Regions from separate parts of the Mus musculus genome. Here regions 1 and 2 are each linked to region 3. Evidence: chromatin contacts called from public HiChIP or PLAC-seq and capture Hi-C data. All regions are on one chromosome and are shown on one strand. The core of a region is the stretch at or near the end of the contact, and the rest is flanking DNA. Distances in the headings are between cores, read along the strand shown.

The links. HiChIP or PLAC-seq counts read pairs in DNA pulled down with a chosen protein or histone mark. Capture Hi-C pulls out chosen DNA fragments and counts their contacts.
Region 1: a contact with region 3 is called in an H3K27ac HiChIP or PLAC-seq map of trophoblast stem cells, with 4 times the contacts expected there. The contact joins two enhancer-like sites. A contact is called at or near these places in 1 of 484 Hi-C or Micro-C datasets (group 2 innate lymphoid cells), 4 of 115 datasets of contacts at active chromatin or transcription factors (embryonic stem cells, extraembryonic endoderm stem cells and trophoblast stem cells) and 2 of 9 other capture datasets (embryonic stem cells and liver).
Region 2: a capture Hi-C map of embryonic stem cells shows a contact between it and region 3, with 4 times the contacts expected there. The contact joins two enhancer-like sites. A contact is called at or near these places in 1 of 39 promoter capture datasets (hippocampal neurons), 1 of 15 datasets of contacts at CTCF or cohesin (stem cell-derived epiblast-like cells), 17 of 484 Hi-C or Micro-C datasets (the G1E-ER4 cell line, the NIH/3T3 cell line, bone marrow-derived macrophages and 13 more), 15 of 115 datasets of contacts at active chromatin or transcription factors (VIP interneurons, astrocytes, cardiomyocytes and 11 more) and 3 of 9 other capture datasets (adipose tissue, embryonic stem cells and liver).

What each region holds. Positions count from the first base shown.
Region 1 is chr9:120,518,213-120,520,912 of GRCm38.p6, reverse strand. It overlaps the pseudogene Gm7229. Among named protein-coding and RNA genes, the nearest start is that of Entpd3, 20 kb to the left of the region's middle. Within about 2 kb of position 1,297, at least 39 of the 459 cell types and tissues checked have an H3K27ac peak or open chromatin away from gene starts, as enhancers often do. A contact at or near this core is called in trophoblast stem cells, where this site is marked.
Region 2 is chr9:120,592,534-120,595,233 of GRCm38.p6, reverse strand. No RefSeq gene overlaps it. Among named protein-coding and RNA genes, the nearest start is that of Gm34323, 8.0 kb to the left of the region's middle. Within about 2 kb of position 1,328, at least 53 of the 459 cell types and tissues checked have an H3K27ac peak or open chromatin away from gene starts, as enhancers often do. A contact at or near this core is called in colorectal tumor organoids, embryonic stem cells and trophoblast stem cells, where this site is marked.
Region 3 is chr9:120,960,653-120,963,479 of GRCm38.p6, reverse strand. No RefSeq gene overlaps it. Among named protein-coding and RNA genes, the nearest start is that of Mir7090, 7.0 kb to the right of the region's middle. Within about 2 kb of position 1,354, at least 97 of the 459 cell types and tissues checked have an H3K27ac peak or open chromatin away from gene starts, as enhancers often do. A contact at or near this core is called in colorectal tumor organoids, embryonic stem cells and trophoblast stem cells, where this site is marked.

The sequences.
Region 1 (2,700 bases), core at 48-2,547, 440 kb after region 3:
AGCAGTTTATGCCGGCAAGGAAACACAGGACGAGCCCTGCCTGTAGCCCTTTACTAGGGCCACTGAAAAGAGATGGCTTCCTCCTTCAAGTGCCCCTCCACCCAAGATTCCTGCCCCAGTTAAGTGCTCCCTCAGGGAGATGAAACGGGCTTGATCCAGCAGATGGACCACAGCAAGTCCGAAGTGTGGACCTGCTTTAAACACCCGTCACCAGCAACAGCTGCAAGTGCACAGTAGGATATGGACAGCACACAGTAGGGACAGTCCAGTATCTTCTCAGTGTAGACTCTCTCACATCTGTCACTACTACAGATGTGAGAAAGTCTACATCCAGATGTGTCTCATCCTGCATCCATCCAGATGTGGCTCATCCTGCATCCAGGTGTGGCTCATCCGGGTCCAGGGCCACCTAAGGAGAACAGGCTGTCTTCTGACTCCTGCACTAGGACTGGGTCCCGAGGCCAGGCCTTCTTGTTGTTTGTACCTCAGTGTGTTCTGGAAGGCTTGGCTCCTTAGCAGGTGCAAGCATGTATGTCTGCCTGTGCACAGTTCTTCAACAAGGACTAAGGTGGAAAAGGGGTCTTATTCTTCCTTTTTTTAAAAAAAAGATTTATTTATTTATTTATATATTATGAGTACACTGTATCTGTCTTCAGACACACCAGTAGGGGGCATCAGATGGTTGTGAGCCACCATGTGGTTGCTGGGAATTGAACTCAGGACCTCTGGAAGAGCAGCCAGGGCTCTTAACTGCTGAGCCATCTCTAGCCCAGGAGTCTTGCTCTTATGCTGTGCTTGCTTTCTTGTTTTAAGAAGCTTGAGAATTCATGGAGAACTAGTCAACCGTGCCTCTCCCTAAGGAGCACAGGGCCTTCAATCCAGGGTCACAATTGAGTAGATGCTATTTCGCCGATAAAGCTGTGTCTGAAGGCTTGACTGCATCCATTACAAACATATGTTGTGAAGGTTTCCTAGAAACAGCTTCGATTCTGAGCATCTGGCTTGGACACGTTGTCTGTTGCCTGGGAGTGACTAAAGACATCTAACACAGCTGAGTGATTCATCTTAAACATGAACCAGGCGCTGAGGCCGAGGAGAAAAACACCAACGTCTACGGAGAAAATCAAGAGAGCTAGAAAGAGACAATAAAAACCTCAGCATCACCAAAAAGTAAACAAAATCTCGGATAAGGAAGACCACGTGCACAGCAGAAGGAACACTACAATCCTGCGCCCATCCCGAATCTCCTCGCTAGTCCTGAAGCAGGAGCGTGCACTGAGGGCCAAGGAGAGGCTCTGAGACAGACGCAAGGATGACGCAGGAAACGCCTCCCTGTGGCCGGGGAGGACAAAGCTGGGAGCCTGTGTTACAGAGAAATGCAAATGTGGAGGTGAGAGAAATGATAAATTGAGGAATTGGGCTCCAGAACAGTGCCCATTGAAACGTTCTAGAAATAAGCTAAGAAAACAGAAGGAAGACATTTTCAAAGAAGCCAAAGCAGAGGAGGGAAAGGAAAGTTTTAGATCGGAAGCGATAAACTCAGCTGGGTGGTGGTGACTCACCTGAGAGGCAGAGGCAGGAGAACCTCTGAGTTCCGGGACAGCCTGGTCTACAGAGTGAGTTCCAGAACAGCCAGAGAAACTCTATGTCAAAAAGAGACAAGAGATTGAAGGGGCGGGGGAGGGGGGGAAGGTTGGGAAATGTCTCAGTGGGCAAAGCACTTTCTGTGACTGAGCTGGGATTTCCAGACCCACACAAGAATCTGGGCAGGGCAGCACACACCCGAATTCCCAAGACTGGGGAGGAGACAGGAGGATCCATAGAGCCCACTGGCCAGCTGGTCTAGATGAATCAGTTAGCTCTGGGTTCAAAATATAAGCTGAAGGTTGATTAAACACATCCCATAGATGTTCACTGTCTCAATCAGTGCTCTAATAACATAATGTGAATACTTTGTAATTGTAATATTTTAATAATAATTCATTTTCCAAATCTCTGGAAATCCCAGTTGTCTTTTGGTTTAATGCAATTGAACCAGTCGGTGTTTCCTAAGCTTGTGTATGTGTTTCTTTCTGTAAACCTGGAAGAAAAGATTAGGATACACTTTCTGCCCTAAGACCAGAGTAAGCAATTTTCTTTCCCTCCCTTCCTTCCTTCCTTCCTTCCTCCCTTCCTTCCTTCCTTCCTTCTCTCCCTCTCTCCCTTCCTTCCTTCCTTCCTTCCTTCCTTCCTTCCTTTCTTTTTCTTTCTTTCTTTCTCTCTCTCTCTCTCTCTCTCTCTCTCTTTCTTTCTTTCTTTCTTTCTTTCTTTCTTTCTTTCTTTCTGTCTTTCTTCCTTCCTTCCTTTCTTTTTAAAGATTTATTTATTTATTTTTTTATGTATGTGAGTACACTGTTGCTGTTTTCAGACACACCAGAAGAGGGCATCTGATCCTGTTACAGATGGTTGTGAGTCACCATGTGGTTGTTGGAAATTGAACTCAGGGCCTCTGGAAGAGCAGTCAGTGCTCTTAACCTCAGAGCCATCTCTCCATCCCTGGAGTAAGCAATTTTCATCTGCTCATTCGATTCATCTGAGATTACTCTTGCAAGAAGAAATGGCAGAGGTTAGCCACGGTGCAACACACCTGTAATCCTTGCACTTCAGACATTGAGGCAAAGAATGAGGAATTCAGGGTTATCCTTGGCTACATAGTTGAGT
Region 2 (2,700 bases), core at 79-2,578, 370 kb after region 3:
ACTGTGAATACTGAGTGAGCCACGCACTGAGCCTCTATCACACATCCATGTCTGACTTCGTCCTGACTGGCATCTTCTTAATCAACACAAGACACAAAGTCTCAAGTCTTAGGTTGGGAGGCTGAAGGACTGATTGTTCAGATGTTGGAGCTGGAGAAAGGGGGTGAAAAAAAAGCTGAGGGGAAGTGGGCAGCCCCCCACTGGGCTCTACCCTGTGATAACTGCATTTGAATGAGCGGGGGCGGATCCTGAGGGTTATAATTGGCTCTCACTTTGGGATTCTGTTGATTACTTAGGAAAATGTGCTGGGGCTTATTTCACTTTCCGATCTTGTACCACTTTAATGAAAATTTATTACCAGCAGCTTCCTGAACCGGAAAGGAAGAAATTGAAAATACACATCTGTGTATAAGTAAACAGACGTGTGGAATGAATGCATTCTTTTTAGATGAGATGCCTGACTTCTGCTTATGAAAAATGAATAAGGGGCCTTCGGCTTCACACATGAAAGGAAGCACCAGGAGAGACAGTGAGTAACGAAGACGTAGTGTTAAGGGTGTGTTTGGGATAACCATGGGCAGTGTACAAAGCATTAAGTTTAAAATCAAAAGATCTGGAGCCAAGAGATAGCTCAGCAGGCTAAAGCCTTCGATGTGAGAATCTAAATTCAATCCTTACCACCCCCCACCCTCCCACCCCCACACACACCCAAAGCAAGCCAGGCGTGGTGGTGCACACCTTTAATCCCAACACTCAGGAGGAAGGGGCAGATGGATCTCTGTTCCAGGTCAGCCTGGTCTACAAAGTAAGTTCCAGGACAGCCAGGGCTACATGGAGAACCGCTGCCTCAGTGGGGATATGGGGATTGGGGGGAATTTAAGCCAGGTGTGTTAGCATACATCTGTAAGTCAAGCATGCCTCCTTGGTGAGATAGAAGGCAGAGACTGGAGAATCACCCAAAAGCTCACTGGACTGCTAGCTTACAGTATACAAGTCAGCAGCAGAAGCCACTGCCTACAACTCAACTCTGTAACTCTGGCTCCAGGGATCAGTGCCCTGCACGAACGCATGCCTGTGTCTACACACACACACACACACACACACACACACACACACACACACATGAATAGAAAGCATGCATGTGTGTGCACACATTCACAGAAAGCATGCATATGTGTGTGCACACATTCATAGAAAGTATGCACATGTGTGTGCACACATGCACACATGATTTAAGAAACGAATCCTAAGAGAATGGAATCTGTGCCCTTCTAGTTTATTCCTCAGCAGCATGTGCAACCGACTGCGTGAGTCAGCAAAGAAGACTCTGAATGACTCCCCTGCCAGCATCGCACTTCCGCCCTGTCCTCTACCCCCCTTTTGTATTTCACATATAATACTATGTTGACATGTTGATTGTTCTGTGAATTTCCCTCAAGACAGGAATCCTGCCTTTTCATCTATATTTCTCAAATTACAAGGGTAACAAGGACACACAATTAAACCAACAAACAAGACGTAATTCTCTTGGAAGCAAAACAAAACTCTGAACAGGTTGTACAACTGGTTCAAACAGGTTTATCCCTCATTAGTCATCAAGTGAATGCAAATTAAAAACCACAGTGAGATACAGTTCCAGCCATCAGAAAAGAAAGTCAAAAAGCCCTGGGAACAATGTAGCTGCTCTGCTGGATCTGAGGCCTCTGCACAGGAGGGGGCCCAGGCCTGGTGTTGTGGCCTGGTCAACGGTCAGAGACTCCAGGGTGTCACAAGCCATGGAGGGGAACCGCCTGCTGTTGTTTTACTAAGCTACATGGCCTTCTAAACGCTTGTTTTATACTCTAGATGGGTGCTGCCTCTGCCTTGGCCAGAAGCAGCTTCGATGTGCTGTGCTGAGCACTTAATGCGGAGACTCACAGCTGCCCATGTGCTGAGAGTAAGCGAGTGTTGAGGGCTAGCCCTACATGGGACTTTCTGCCAATGGCTGGCTGTAGGAGGAGGCACAAAGAGTGTAGGAGCTGCCTGGTGTGATGGCAAATCTCTGTTTCAGGCCAGTCTTCTATACAGCAAGTTCTTGGCCAGGCAGGCTACACAGTGATAGCCTGTCTCAAAATAAAATAAAATTGAAGAAGATAAAATAAAAAAAGAATGTAAGAGCTGGAGGATGGGGAGGAGGAATGGGAGGAGGGATGGGAGGAGGGATGGGAGGAAAGATGGGAGGAGGGTTGTCCTCTGGACTTGACACTACACCCATGAACACACTACAGCTGTGGCTATTGACCAAGAGCAAGCCAAGGGGATCAGTGGACACTCCACTGGGCAGCACCAGTTAGCCTCAGTGGAGACAGAGAGAGAAGAGAGACAGACAGACAGACACAGAGAGAGGAGGTTGGAAGAAAAAGTGGGAGGTAGTGAATTGGAGTGTCCAGGGGAGGGAAGAATGGAGAGGATGGTTAGGGGTGTATATGACCAATATACATTGTTTACATGTGTGTAGTTATTGAAAAATAAGTAAAAGGTATTCTATTAAAAAAAAAAAAAAGATCAGAGATGCAGGCTGATGGACCAGGGCAACCTTCACACCCCCAGATGGAATGTGAGAATGTCACTGAGCACGTGGAAAAGTATACTCACCATGCCAAGCCACCATTCCACCCTTTAGACCTTTATCTAAGAGGAATGAAATCCCATGCCCCTGTA
Region 3 (2,827 bases), core at 105-2,604:
AGCAGGGTTGCTGTCTTGCTAGACACTAGGCCTGGCAGCCACCGCCCACGCCTCCCATTCCCTGCTTCTCCCACTCAAGGTGATATGGCTTGCTCCCCAAGCTTATAAACTACTGTGGAATAGATGAACACACTGGCTAGTGGGGGGAAGGAGGCAAGCACAGCTCCTCCTCTGCCCCGCCTCCCTGCCCTGTGCTGGCCCAGGCTCCAGCCTGCACTGCAGCCTCACTCCCTAACTCCAGCAGCCACTAAGCACACCAGGCACAGACAGAAGCAGAGCACCAGGCAGGCGGCTGGCCCCAGCTCAAGCCTTTGCCCTAAACCATAGCCTGAAAGTAGGGGCTGGTTGTGCTGCCCTCAAGAAATACCAGAAAGTAAGTGGCCACAGCTGCCCTGAGGATACCTAGGTAGCTGTGGTGGCCATCTTTTGTTTTCTGTGTGCACTCACAGACTCCGGGGACCCTGGGCTGGCATATCCTGTGCTCTATTCCAGCAGAGAGCTGCTGCACAAGGTGAGTGGAGGGTTTGCTCCCCCATCCCAGCCAGCTCACAAACGGCCTTTACTCCCTTCCCCAGACACTGAAAAACCAGCCACAGTCCGGGTGGCTCAGCTGTGGTAACCTCAAAGGCAGCACAAGAAGGCAAAGAATCATTGGCCTCTTGTGACTTTCTTGGTCATATGGTTGGCCTAGGCAGAAGCTTGGGACCCCAGTGGTAGAGGATGTGACTAGCAGCTTTAACCAAGAGGCAACAGGCCCAGAATCACAGATGCTACTCAACCTTGTGCAGCAGGTAGTCTCTTTGTTTTTGTAGTGGCTCTGTTCAAGACCCCATATGCCCCAAGGGCAGCAGCCATGTTCTACTTTTCTATTGATGCACTCAGCCACACTGGAGTCTTTTACTGAATGCTCACTAAAATGGCCATGTGACAGCTTATTTAGCTGTTGGGAGTTTCTATTACCCACAATGCTCTGCCTTTGACAGCACCTCAAGCTCTTGAGAATATCTGGCTTACAGTCTGCTGGCCCCACCCCAAACAGACACAGGGTGTGGTTTCTATTGTTCATGAAGATCTCTTGGAAATACAAATGGCACTCTTCCCAGTCTAAGAGGTCTTTGCCTCTCCTTTTGAAAAATTGTGTGCCTGTCCACCCCAGTGCACTGCTCTCTGGGGTCCGTTGCCTTCCACTTTGTGAAGACAGTGCCTTTTTAAAAACACAATCTCACTTTCATTTACTGGGTACCACTGCTGCTTGTGGAATGGGGAAGTTGGCTTCCCCTCTGCTACCTGGATCAACTCTGACCCGCTGAGTCATCTCACCAGCCTGAGGCAGGGTTTCTCTTGCCACATCTGGCTTTTTAAAAATACAGGCTCCAGAACTCCAACTAGGATGACCAGGTTTTCGCCTGCTGAGCCAGCCCTCTCTGGGGCTGCTTGCTTGGCCTCACCACTGACTGAAGAGACCTATAACTTCTTCTAATGTTGGCAGTTGAGGAGTCAGGGGTAGGAGAATGGACAGACCACATTCCACAATGCTGCCTTCTCCTTCAGATCTCACCAGTTTATAATTGTACTCAGGATACTACTTTCAGGAGGCAGTGTGGTAGAAGATCTCTCTCTAGAGAACAGACAGCCATCAGACCTGTCAGATCAAGAGCAGCTGCTTATCTTGCCAGCACCTTTCACTATCAGGACCCAGATCAAAGTACCTCATCTGTGCCCTTGGCGTGGTGGCTGCTGCAGAGGAAGGAGTCAGGTGTCTAGCTCCCAAGGACAGCTCAAAACTGGAGCTGCAGTCAGAAAGCTGCTCTGGAAGCCCCATCTTCCCTTCCCTTCACCTGCACCTGTGTCAGAACCAGGACAGCTGCTTAGGAGCTCCCACCTACAGCATTGCTTCAGACGTGTGGGTGCCTGCCAGCATCCTGTGCACCTCACCCCTCCAGGCATGCCTCTGTGAATGCTGCCCTACCGAGTGTGCTAAAGTGCTAGTAGAGTATGGTGTTTGCTTTCCTACAAGCCTCCAACCACTGCCCGTGAGGCATGCCTACATCTCAGACAGCACCCATCTGCACTTCTGTCCCTTTGCCACCTCTGCAGGTAGGACTTGGCTCTGTATCATCCTTGTGCTTCTAGGTATTCCAGAACTACCACCATACGGAATACCCTGCTGCGGTCCCTCACATAAAAGGGTGACTGGAGTAAAGCTCTACCCCTGTTAGCCGGACCCCACCAAGGTATCTCTGAGGACTTCCTCACAGGACCCTCTTCCTCCTGTGAATTTAACAGGCACAATCTTAAGACTCAGGAAAGCACAACACAAATTCTCACTTTTTAGAAAACCCAACCACGAGTTGTAACACATCTTTCTTTGTAGGAAATGTGTACAAAGTCTGCTTGACAGACCTACCACCAAAATGACAGATCATCTGGCAGGCCACAGGGAAGGAGCCCATTTTGGTTTTAAGATCAGATAAACACGGTTACTGGTTGAAATGACTAGAAGGGTTGTCCTCTCCAAGTGAGCCTCACTAGCAATGATGTTTAAGTTCAAACCCAGGCAGAGCCTCACTCCTGCAGTGGGACGGCAGCAGCCTAAGGAGGCTTAGTCAGCTTAGTCAGCTCCAGCTCTAGCTGCTGCTCAGTGTAGCACAGAGACTACTGCAGGAAGCCTGCCTGCTCCTGGGCGAGAGGGTGAGCTGAAGGGCTGGTTACACAGGCTTCCTCAGCCCTTTGGTCAGAAGTGCAGTCAGCCAGTGACAATATTCAAGGCCTACAAAGGCTTCCTTCCTGTGGTTTGCCTGGGTTTTGATGTGACACTGCTAAGGGT